2 separate regions of the Mus musculus genome follow, and region 1 is linked to region 2. A link is a contact called in public Hi-C data. All regions are on one chromosome and are shown on one strand. The core of a region is the stretch at or near the end of the contact, and the rest is flanking DNA. Distances in the headings are between cores, read along the strand shown. Region 1 overlaps Dscam (DS cell adhesion molecule). Region 2 overlaps Dscam (DS cell adhesion molecule).

The links. Hi-C and Micro-C count contacts between places; a contact is called where the count stands out from the background.
Region 1: a contact with region 2 is called in a Hi-C map of nephron progenitors, with 3 times the contacts expected there. The contact joins two enhancer-like sites. A contact is called at or near these places in 10 of 484 Hi-C or Micro-C datasets (the C2C12 cell line, adipose-derived mesenchymal stem cells, cortical neurons and 4 more) and 1 of 115 datasets of contacts at active chromatin or transcription factors (embryonic fibroblasts).

The regions. Positions count from the first base shown.
Region 1 is chr16:97,064,709-97,071,352 of GRCm38.p6, forward strand. All of the region lies in intron 1 of Dscam (DS cell adhesion molecule), which reads right to left. Among named protein-coding and RNA genes, the nearest start is that of Dscam, 100 kb to the right of the region's middle. Within about 2 kb of position 2,348, at least 17 of the 459 cell types and tissues checked have an H3K27ac peak or open chromatin away from gene starts, as enhancers often do.
Region 2 is chr16:96,897,854-96,903,711 of GRCm38.p6, forward strand. The region is part of intron 3 of Dscam (DS cell adhesion molecule); the gene reads right to left. Gm32432 (a long non-coding RNA gene) reads left to right here. Exons shown (of 2, transcript XR_876307.3): 1 at 1-5,858. Among named protein-coding and RNA genes, the nearest start is that of Gm32432, 18 kb to the left of the region's middle. Within about 2 kb of position 3,593, at least 21 of the 459 cell types and tissues checked have an H3K27ac peak or open chromatin away from gene starts, as enhancers often do.

The DNA of each region.
Region 1 (6,644 bases), core at 1,098-3,597, 170 kb after region 2:
TACAGGCATTTGCTACCATACTCCTAGTGCATACAGTATGTTTTTGTTTGTCTGGTTTTGGTTTCAGTTTTAGATTTCATATTATGTTGTTGTGATGGTCATTGGTGGTCTTCTGATGGTTTGTTTGTTTGTTTGTTTGTTTGTTTGCATTGCTCAATTGGAACTCAGCATCTCATGCAAGTTTAGTCATTGAGCTACACACCCAGGCTCTTATATCATAATGCTAAATAAAACAAAACAATAAAAACACAGGCACAAAAGAGTCCCATCTCTCTTCCCTCCCCCATCAAATATAATCGGAGTAAGAACAAACCCATAGTGTTAGATTTAAGTGTGGAGAGATGAATACCTATTCAACTCTCCTCATGGGAGGAGGTGGAGAGAGCCCAGGGGCTGTCACAATTTGTCCTGATCTGCATGTTCTTATCTTCAGATAAGATTTCCCAGTGCTATCCACTGGGATCAGCACACAGTGACAGCATGACTGCTGTATTCTACTTAAAACCTTAAGAAAACAGAAAAAGAAAGGAATACATAGGAGATACAGGAGAATGGTAAGATCCGTGGTCTAAATCCCACAGAAAAAATGATGTACTAGACACAAAAGGATGGAAGGCAACTCAGAGTCTCACAACTCATCATGCCAGCACCTAGGAGATTGGAGGCAGGAGGATCACCATAAATATGAGTCTAGCCTGGGCTACATAGTAAGTTCCTAGCCAGCCTGAATTATAGAGTGAGACCCTGTTTGAGCCTTTATACTTCCTAAAAGAAGAAGGAAACAAACAGGATGGCAGTATTGGATGTCGGCATTTTAATGGATTCTGAGATGTCAGAATTCTGAGACCTAAGGCAGGACACCAGATTTATAGACCACAGGGACTCACTTTAGGTGGACATTTTATTTGGGTCCAAAATGCTTTTTATTGATTTTATAAGAACCTGTGAACAGGTATGTATACTACTTTCTGTAAAGGCCTTCCAAAATAAAAGGAACATAACTCTACCTTGGGTAAATATGTCAGGGAAGTGTAACCTTTCACTAATTCAGAGACATGAAACTGCTTTATGTTCGAGTTGATGCCTTCAAACTCACTGTGACCTGGCTCTGACCACTGGAATCAGATGAATGATGGTCACATCACAGCCTGGAAAGTTCCTAAGTGTTTGAGAAGCAATTCCAAGTAAGGTTATAAAGATGTGCCTATGTGTTTCTGCAGTAGCATGCTGAACTCTAACTAATGTATGTTAATGGTACCCAGCATTAAAGCACGTGATCAAATAACTCCTCATGAAATAAGAGTCAGATAAGACTTGTCCTTGGCAGACAGTGTATGTAGTTCCATGCCTACTGATAAAACAGCCACAGGCACAAAACTTGAAACTGATTTGGACCTCCTACTTTTACAACCAAATATTCAGGCAATGTGAATAGCAAACAGCAAACTAGCCAGGGCCTCCTCCTTCCCACATTCCCAACATCAATCCACAGGGTAAGACTGAATTGCTGAATTAGGACAACAGAGTGAGGAGCTAGAGAGATGGCTCAGTGGCTAAGAGGAATGGCTGTTCTTGGAGAGGACCTGGGTTTGGTTCCCAGCCCCCTATTCACACACACACATACACATACACATACACACAAACACACACACACACACACACACACACACACACACACAAGATTATAAATAAAATACATTGTTTTATTTCTAAGAGGACACTAATGCACACAGAGGGACATTGTATATAGAGAGCTGCAGAGAGCTGGAGAGGGAACCCCAAATAAGTCTTTACCTGGCATTTGCATGTGGTTAAAAAAATTGAAAAAATATGGAGCACTGGAAAGGAAATCAGAACAGGGTAGGTAGAAAAGATAATTCACATCACAACTAGCCAGAGCACAGAAACATAACACACATAGCTGAACTGGTAAACTGTCATTGCAGCTTGAGCTCACTAAGAATCTAGCACTGGAACTTAGGTCTCTGCCCCCACTTCAGACCCTAGCATTTTAATCTCAAAGTGTCCTCCCTTGTCTTGGGATATGCTGCTCCTAACCCCAGGACCCAGAGAGATGAGCAAGATAGCTTAACCAAGTATAAAATGACATCATGTCCTTGGGGACAGCTAGAAAGTGAACCATTTTCAACAGAATTCACCTCTGTTTATCCCACATTATAAAGACAGACGCCTCACTGGGAAAGAGAAGCCAGAAGGTCAGCCGTAGGAAGCTCAGCTGTGGAGATAGAGCTCAATCAGAAACTCCACCAATGTCAACTTCCCCACTCAATGTCTGCTAGATGTCCTGAGCGTGACTTGTGACATCATCCCCATCTGCTGCCATTTGTTGCTTTATGTGGAAGTCTCACCCAGAGGGAATGTGAGGACACGCTGATCTGCCCAGGACTCTCAGTGGGGAACTCCAGCTGGCTGCCAAGCAGGGCTTCCCAGATAATTTCTGATGGATACTATGAGTGCCTAATTGGATATTTTGCTTCTTTCTTTCTATCCATCTTCTTCTACCTATTCTTTTACATGGGCTTTGCTATTTACTTACTGAACTCAGCAATTCAAAACCAAAAGTATGACCAGCATAGAACATTCTCCGGACGCTACAGCAACATACTTCAGGCACAGCATGCAGAACACATCACCATGGCAATGGGGGGTCAATGTCATCTCAGCAAAGTTCACAGCAGAGCCTACAGGGCCTTACTGGTTCCGAGTACCTTAACTGCATGATGACTGCAACGCCGGTTAACAGAAAACAAAATGCAACCATCAGTACAATGAATTTCTCAAGAGTGAGCTCACACCATGGAGTCAAACTCAGAAGTGAGAGACAAGGAAACATCAGGAAGAGACACTGAAAGAACTTCAATAAAATGTCTCACAATGCTCCAACCAATCAACCAATCCAGCAAAAGAAAAGCATGCTGATTGGCTCGATATTCCAACTCGATTTTTTTTGGGGGGGTTCTCAGCTTGTACATTTGTACATTTTGTAGGAATTTAATTCTGAATTGTCTCCCAACTAGACACCACACCCTCCCTCTCAGCTTCCTGAGACAATCTGTCTTAGTCACATTTACCATCATGTAAAAAAGCCCTCCCCACCTCCTTACCCCAGGCACAAAACACAGATGATGGTACAGCTTTGGTCCTGGTACTCAGAGCATAAACACGTTCTTAACAAATGTCTCTATGTGTTTATTAATAGACCATTAGATGTCTAAAAGGAAAAAACACAATTTTTTTTCATATAACCAAATATTCATTATAAGGAATAATTCCTGGTGTGCATTTCTTAGACATTATCTGTCATAACCAAAAGTTCATCATCAAGCCCTCAGGGACCATGAGTGGCTGAGAATATAACTCCTGAGGTGCCCTGAGAACTCACTTCTGAGATTTGAACTGCTTTGTCAACAGTGTTCTTTATACCCAAAATTCTTACAGATTTTACAACATGACTAATAATAAAAAAATCATCTTTCATTGTGTGCTTTACAAATCTCCAGAGGAAAAAGTGTTTTAACCAGAAAAAATTGCTCTAAAATATCTGTTATACCCTTCTAGAAAATTATCTCATATGTGCACAGTAGTTCATTGTGCACATAAAGTCTCTGGGTCCCTGGGGACATCTGAAAGTTGCTTTAACATAGTGGTAGTTGAAGTGTGCATTTCAGGAGGAGAACATGGGCCCTCAAATAAGCCATGAGCATGTTGTATGTAACAATCTAGCATTTAAATTTCAAGTTTACATGTGTCGAAGGACACTAAAGTAGTCAGCAATTCCAAAGAATTGGAAGCCCAAGGAGGGGATGGTTTTCTACAAATTGCGCCAGAGCTAATCTAAATCATGTGACCTAAATCATGTGACTGGTCCTGCCATGGTTTGAATGTGATCTGAGTTGTCTCCTAAGGCAAGTGTACTAGAAGTTGTAAACATGAAAAATACCCTGATACAAGCAACTGAGAGAAAGGGGATCTTTGTTGGCTCACATGTTGAAGTATAGTATATCTTGATAGAGAAGTCAGAATATTGGGAGCTTGAAGATGCTGGTCACATGGTACCCAAGTCAAGAAGCAGAAAGCTATGAGGAACTCGACCATTAATTTTTATATGGGCCAGGAACCATGCCCAGGAAATGGCACTGCTCAATTTTACTGTGGGTCTTCAGTGTTCAGTTAGTCTACTATATTCTAATTATTCAGCATGATTCCCTATAGGCCTGCCTCCCAGGGGATACCAATTCCTGTCAAGTTTGTAATGGACAGTTTGGTGGTTTGAATAAAAATGGCTCCTATAGCCCCTTGGGAAGTGGCATTATTAGGAGGTGTGTCCTTGTTGGAAGAAGTATGTCACTTCGGAGGCAGGCTTTGAAGTCTCAGATGCTCAAGCTAAGTCTAGTGTGGCAGTTCTTTTCCTGCTGCCTGAGGATCCAGATGTAGAACTCTCAGCTACCTCTCCAGCGCCATGTCTGCCTATATACTACCATGACGATGATCCATTAAACCTTTAAAACTGTAAGCCAGCCCCAATTAAGTGTTTTTCTTGTAAGAGTTGGGGTCATTGTGTCTCTTCACAGCAAAGGTGTAACAATGCGGAGACAGTGGGCTCATTAAGAGGTGGGACCTAATGGGATTGTCACTCTTGGACATATAATTCTTACAAGGCTGTAGTTAGTTATTATCAGAGACTGGGCCTTCAGTAGTCTAAGGTTTGATGTCATTCCACATGATCTCTCCCATATACACATATCTGGCATGATGTTATCTGAAACCACGTGTTATGGCCAGGGTATATAGGATGACAGAGACAGAACTTCAATAAACATCTCCAAAACTGTAGGTTAAATAAGCCTTTTTTTCTTCAAATACGACCTAGCCTCAAGAATTTTGTCATAGTAATGAAAATCAGACTAACTCAGATTCCTTGGAATTTGCAGATATTTAGGGGGGAAGTAAAGGTAGTGAAGAAAGTATGATGATATCAGAATCATGTGAGAAATTATGAATAAAGGGGACAGGCAGAAGTAAGGGCATGGGGACTCATGCCAGCATTATGATCATGTGGAGAAGACAGCTTCTTAATTATAAACATGAACGGGAGACTGTGGAGATCACTTGTATGAAAGTGTGTTCCCCAACATGGAAGAGAGGAAGAAAGAAAGAAAGAAAGAAAGAAAGAAAGAAAGAAAGAAAGAAAGAAAGAAAGAAAGAAAGAAAGAAAGAAAATAAGGAGGAAAGGAGGGACAGAGGGAGGGATGGAGGAAGGAAAAATTAATGAAGAAAGGAAGAAAAAGAAAGAGAGAGGAAGAAAGAGAAAGAAAGAAAGAAAGAAAGAAAGAAAGAAAGAAAGAAAGAAAGAAAGAAAGAAAGAAAACCATCACTTAGCAAAACAACAAGTAACCACAGAACAACACATGAGGTGGGGGTGCAGAGCGCTACACTGCCAGAACCCACCAGCATTCACTGAAGAGCTGAATAAACTATAGCAGGGTTTGGGATGCTCTCTCCATATAAGAGGGAAACCTACATGCAGTGCTAACACCCACAGAAGCAGTGTGGGACTGTGAGCCTATACTACCACAATAGAGCACTGGGGGTACTTGACAATCTGGCACCACTTCTGGCCTCTGCTTCCTGACTGTGGGTGCCATGTGCTGTCAGGTGTCCTTGCCACCACAATGGCGTGCGTTTTTTCTTAGCCTGTGACCCAGAATAGATGTTCCTCCTCCCCTAAGGTAGCTATGTGTTCAGAGCAATGAGACAAAAAAAAAAAAAAAAAAAAAAAACAGATTAATATACCTACCTGGAATACCATATCCCAGTACAAAACAGTCCAGGCTGGGAAAGAAGGTGTACCCCACCCCACCCCCCTGATGAGAGAAGCGTCTGGGAAAAAGATGAGTGTGCAAAGGCTGCGATGCATCTGAATGTGTTGGGAAGGGAACCAAGCTCAGATGGAGAAACCAGAGGGTGAATTAGTAACTCGCACTGTGAAACTAAGTAAACAAAGAAGCAACTGACTATTTTTCCTCCAGAAAGCACAATGCTGGAATAGAAAAATATCCTATTCATTGCCTATGGTTCCATGACAGCTAATGCTTACACAGTCAAAGTAATGTAACCGAAGTTCCCCATTTTGATTTACCTGCCATACTGTTGTCCTGTGGAAAGGACAGAGGAAGACAGTGTAACATTAAATGCCTACCTGAACCTGGAAGTTTGTTTCAGTGTAACTAGATAATTTAAGAGTCTGAGACCAATATTAGAGGGACAGGTACGGGGGTTGGGGGGTAGGTGGGATAGGGATAAGCCCGGAGAAATGACTCACTCGGTGGTAAAGAGTGTCTGCTGCTCTTCCTGAGGACTGGAGTTCAGATCCCAGCACCCACATCAGGAGGCCCACAATTGTAACTCCAATTTTGGAGAACCTGATGCTCTCTTTTAGCTTCCATGGGCACTTGTGGTGGCAGCATATGTGCACACATACACATACATACAAATAAAATTTATAAACGAAAGAAAGGGATCTAAATGAGTCACTGGTGGCTAAGTGCATTGGTGACTGTGTATCTACAGACTGTTTGGTTCCCCCTTTGATCAGAGGTAGGGAATCCTCAGATGCCATAGAA
Region 2 (5,858 bases), core at 2,343-4,842:
GCATCTTAGGAATCAGGCCATTTATTTGGAAGCTGAGAGATGCCACAGGAATAAGATGCTTGCCACACAAAGCTTAAGAATTGGAGTTCAGATCCTCTGGTCCTAAGAAAAAGCTACATGTATATGGCAGCTTGACTATAATCCTAGCTCACAGATGGTAGAGAGAGGCAATCCCACACCAGGATGCTTGCCAGGCTAGCCAGAATGTGAGCTTATATTCATTCTTAATACAGAAGTGGGAGAACAGTTGAGGGGAACACCCAACACAGGGTCCTGTACACCTGCCCACACATGTGTAAGCAAGCACATGTGTGCACATACAAGAAATGGAAAAGAAAGGCTTAATTTGGCTGACAGAAGGCTCAAGCCGATAAAGTGTTTGCCACATAAAATTAGGTCCTGCATGAGCATCAGTCCCCAGAACCAACACAGAGGTGGCAGAAGACTGTGCTCTAGGAATATGGGGACAGCAGTATATATCTGTGACCCTAGTACTGAAGAGGTAGAGACAAGAAGGTTAGCTGTTCAAGGCTATACTCCATCACATCATGAGTTCAAGGTCAGCCTGGGTAACATGATGTCCTGTCCCAAACAAACAATAAAACAAGATATAAAAACATTGGGTTTTTTTTTTTTTAATTTCAGAGAGGAGTTTTTCCCCCAAAATTTATATTTAAAAATAAAAATTCTTCAAGACATGTCTTAAGCAGCCTTTCTCAGAACAACAGTGTGAAAACTGAACACTGCTGACAAGTGCCAGCAAAGGGAAAGAGGCAGGCAGCTGTAGGAAAGCAGGACTCTCACCCAGGGTAATGGTGGGGGAAGTTTCAAGGGTGGCAGAGGCTGGGCTGCAGGTGTGACCTGAGAAGTGCCATGCATCCCTCCCACACTTGCTCTGGACTGCTCTTCCAGGGAAACAAATTAGAATTGGTAAATCCGTCAGCAAATGACCTCATAGAACATTTTTCTGTGCTCTGGAACGTGAGTGCCTTAGATGTCCAAGAGAAGAGGAAATACAGTCACGGAGATCATGTGACTGGAATCAGGAGTATTTACATGGTTAGAATGGACTGAAGTTTTAGCACATGGGAGGAAGTGGATGCAGGCTAAGGGAACTTGATATGTGAGACTTTAAACATGACCATGTTTTAGAAAAATCAAAGTAGGTGCCTGAGAGATGATAAAATGGATGTAGTAACTTATAGCCACATGTCCTAATAATTATTAAAAGGTGGGGCAAGTGAGGTGAGAGCCACCATTCACTCTGCCTCCTCAGCCTTCCCCCTGTGTGTCCAGCTCCTCAAGCTGCAGACACCGTGAACAATGAATGGAATTCCATCACAGGATGAGCCAGAATAAACCTTTCTTTCATTAAAAATGACTCTCAGCTAGCTCTCCACAAAAATGAAGCATAAGGACTCCATGAGAAGATGCTCTAATGGACTCCATGGGGAAAGGTATTTTAGAAAAATATAATTATCCACACATAGGAAAATAACTGAGCAAGTCTCTTCCAACATGTTTAAAATTCCCATTCCCTAGGTTTAGAAGTGCACCTTTTAAATACTCATTTCTATTTTCTGAATTTTATTTTATGTTTATTGGTGGCTTGCCTGAATAATGTCTGGATATCATGTGTATCCTTTGTGCCAGCAGAGGCCAGCAGGGAGTGCCAGAGCCCCAGGATTAGAGTTATATACAGTTGTGAGCTATCACATGGATGCTGGCAATCAAACTTGGGTCCTTTGAAAGAGCAGACAGCATTCTAAACCACTGAGGCATCTCTCTAGCCCTGAATATTTCACAGTAGATTCTCTTTCCAGCTTATTCTATTTCACCTGAACCCCACAACAATGTGATTGCTATACATGTTCTAATTAATATAAAATAACTAAATGTTTTTTTAAAATTTATTTTAGGTTTAGATGGAGAAAAAACAAAGCTTTTTCACTCAGTAAAGAAAGCTTTCCAACCAGGAGAAGATCAGTAGCTGTAACAAGCATCAAGACTTATTGTCAAGTTCAACTTTCTCTCCTAGGAAGAAAATACCAGGACAGAACCCAAGATCCTAGAGTCCTCACAGCACTGGAGACAAAGCAGCCACACAGCATCACACTGAAATCACCTGTGCTGTTTGCTCACTGCTTGATTTAGCAACATTGTTATATCCACTGCAACGCTGTTATATCCACTGCAACATTGTTATGTGCACTGCAATACTGTTATATCCACAGGCAAACTGAGAATTTCCATCCACTCTGCCACCAACAGGTTCAATCCCACTGCATTTTGAGTCTAACCCTAAGGTCAGTTATTCCTTAAGCTTGAAGGGATGCTTGTAAACTTGTTATTGGGCTGAGAAAGTGGCTTGGTGGGTGAAGTGCTCGCACACAAGAGCCAAAATTTGGATGCTAAGCCCCCACACCTAAGCCAGGCATAACTGCCTCCTCCTATAATCCTAGTGCTAAGGGATTAGAGATAATCCAACCAATCAGTGAGCCTCAGTTTCCATGAGATACCATGACTTAAAAAGTATGGTGGAGGGCAATAGAGAAAGAAACTCGAAGTTTACCTCTAGTCCAGGCATATATACACATGCAATACATTTCACACACACGCATTATTAATTAAAGTTAACAGACACTTGGAGTCTTAACTCCATCATTATGGAATGGACCACATCTGTGAAAATCAATCACCATAAACTCTCTTATTTCATCTAATGATGGTGAATATTTATTGATACATCTGCTTTGCAATGTATCAAGAAAGTAAGGTAGAAATGATATGGGCCCATGAATTAATTGTATCCTTAGAGGGAAGATCCAGATGATGGACAAACTATGAGTGGTCAATGCTCCCGTCCATGTGGAGTCTCTGTGTGAAGGTTTTACCTCATGTGTAAAATGGCAGCCTTTTCCCATGGCAGAAGAAGGCTCTCATATCCAAAATGAGAAGCCACTTTCCCTCAGCAGGCAGGGACAGATAACTCAATGAAGTCCAGGTCTTTAAGGCCACATCATTTCCCATTGTGATGAAGGAGTTCTTTTCCCCAGGAAAAGTGAAGATAACCCATGATGCATATACTAGATTGTTTTCTAATCCTCTGCCACATGCTTCATGGGAATTTAATAGTTTAATATTTCACAGCCTCCTATCTATGGGGATTAGGGAGAGAATGAGACCACAAGAAGCACAATGCTGCCAAATGACAAAGTTTTAAACATACCATGAACTGTGAGGTGTCCCCAGGGAGATGAGAGAATAGACCTACTAAAAAGGGCAATTGGATATTATATGATGGCTTTAGTTGGGTGGGAGAGTGGCAAGATAGCATTATGGGCAAAGGAACTACTTAGTGGCCAGGGGGATCTTTACCAGATCCACAGAACTCCATGTGAGACAAAGCTGCCATCTTGGATAAAGGAGGGGCTTCTGTACTTTCCCCAGTGTGGCTCTGCAGAGAGAAGGGCAGATCTCAAACTGAGGGGTACTGATCATCTGTCTCTTTGTGACCATTTTTGGTTCCATTATGTCATTTGCACGTGTTGAGGGAATGAGCTTGTGTTTGTGCACATTCGGGGAATGTGAACACTGTGTCCATCCATGCCCAAATTTAGAAGGCAGGATTACATCACATTTCAAAACATATGTTCCAGAGAAAATGAGCAAGAAAGGTTTTTTTTTTCCCACATTCAATGATATTTTAAATTCACTAAGGACTATTTAAAGCAGTTCTAAAGAAAAAATTTCTTTAAACAAACAAAAGAAACTTTAGGGGAATTAATCATGTTTGATTTTATAATCGCACAGATTCTTTTTTTTTTTATTTTTTTTATTTTTGAGATGCTGTGATGAAACCAGGACCACATGAATGTGAACTAAGCACTCTGCCTGGCTACATTGCCAATGGGAGATTAAATCTGCCTAGGTTTGTTTTCTTTACCCAGAGACTCACATACTTGATTATATTAGACACACTGTTTCTTAAAAAAAAAAAAAGTGGAATGTTTTGAAACAGTTTCACTTTTGATTTTTGTAGCTATATCACACTGTGGACTCAGAGGTTTGAAAATACTCAGCACATAGTTTAAAATCAGATATGTGGACCATTGATTTGTATTTGTATGTGTGTGTGTGTGTGTGTGTGTGTGTGTGTGTGTGTGTGTGTGTGTGTATGTATGTTTGTATGTATGTGTGTGTGTGTGTATGAGAAAGAATGGTGTGTGTGTGTATGAGAAAGAATGGTGTGTGTGTGTGTGTGTATGAGAAAGAATGGTGTGTGTGTGTGTGTGTGTGTGTGTGTGTGTGTGTGTGTGTGTAAGTGTTCACATTTCTATCCAGTTATCTGAAACCTTTCATTCTCTTCAAAGATAACTGACTCACCCAACGTGGATCATGGTACAGAACCTGGATGGCAGCTGATGCATGTGACCATGGGAGAGATATAAGAAGACTGTGAACAGTTTCTCACACTGATTGGAATGGGCATAGAAAGGCATTTGATGTGTTTGCTGCTGAGGTCCCATGGGTCAGTCTTCTGAGCTAGTGTTGAGGCTGTTTCGACAGCTAATAAAACAGCCATGCAGAGCACTGGGTTATTTAGGAATACCCATGGTTCTAGGAAGAGAAAGACATAGCTCACCAAACCAGCAGAGACTAAAAATCAGCCATAGCAGCTTGGCTTACCTACCAGAAAGAACATCTCAGATATGGACTTGGCAGCCAGACTGAAATACAAAAGCAGGTGATCTACATTGCATGGGAGAGTGTGCCATTCTCCTTGGACCAGATGCTAGAAACCCTAAAGAAACTTACAGAGGATAGGCAGTCATCTGGAGCAGGAGGAGGCATGGAAATCTACTTCTTACTGGAAGGGCCAGCCAAGTGGCAATCAGGCTTCCTGTCATTCTGGGGTGGGGGTGGGGGTGGCACTATGACTCCTTACCCAAAGCATCCATGTCAGATTCACTGACTGCAAGTGTTGGCCACAAGGTCAGGAAAAGCATCTGTGACCTTAAAGATCTGTGTGACTGAGAATGTGTGTGTGTCCTGCTGTTTTTAAATTATGTTACACATCAAGTCATGCCCTCCAATCTTAACATACTGAAACCCCAATGCCCTACAAGGCAGCTACATTTGGAGTGGGTCCTTTCAAATGGTGAGCAAGGTTGAATAAGGCCATAGAGAGAGTTCTAATCCAGTGGGCTTGGTGTCCTCATCAAAGGGGACAGAGACTCAGACACTCAAGACACAATCATGCAAGGAGGCAGGGAAGACATAGCCAGTGCTGTGCACTGGGTGTGGCTTATACTGAGGTCCCTGTCAGTCTGATGGATGATTCTGAGATCTTGTATCCTTAAGAGGGATCTATAGTGGGAATTACTTGGTCTTTGGGCTGTGTTCTTGGTTGGAGTCCAGGTAGCTTTGGAGAAGGGTTGTACTAAAGGCTGAGCCCAACCCTGCTCAATATCCTCTCTTCCTACTTCTCTGTCTTTCTGTCTTTCTGTCTTTCTGTCTTTCTTTCTGTCTTTCTTTCTGTCTGTCTGTCTGTCTGTCTTTCTGTCTGTCTGTCTGTCTGTCTGTCTGTCTGTCTGTCTGTCTGTCTTTCTTTCTTTCTTTCTTTCTTTCTTTCTTTCTTTCTTTCTTTCTTTCTTTCTTCCTTCCTTCCTTCCTTCCTTCCTTCCTTCCTTCCTTTCTTTCTTTCTTTTTTTTGAGACAGGGTCTCTCTGTGTAGCTCTGGCTGTCCTGGAACTCACTCTGTAGACCAGGCTGGCCTCAAACTCAGAAATCCACCTGCTTCTGCCTCCCAAGTGCTGGGATTAAAGGCGTGTGCAACCACACCCAGCTCTTCCTAC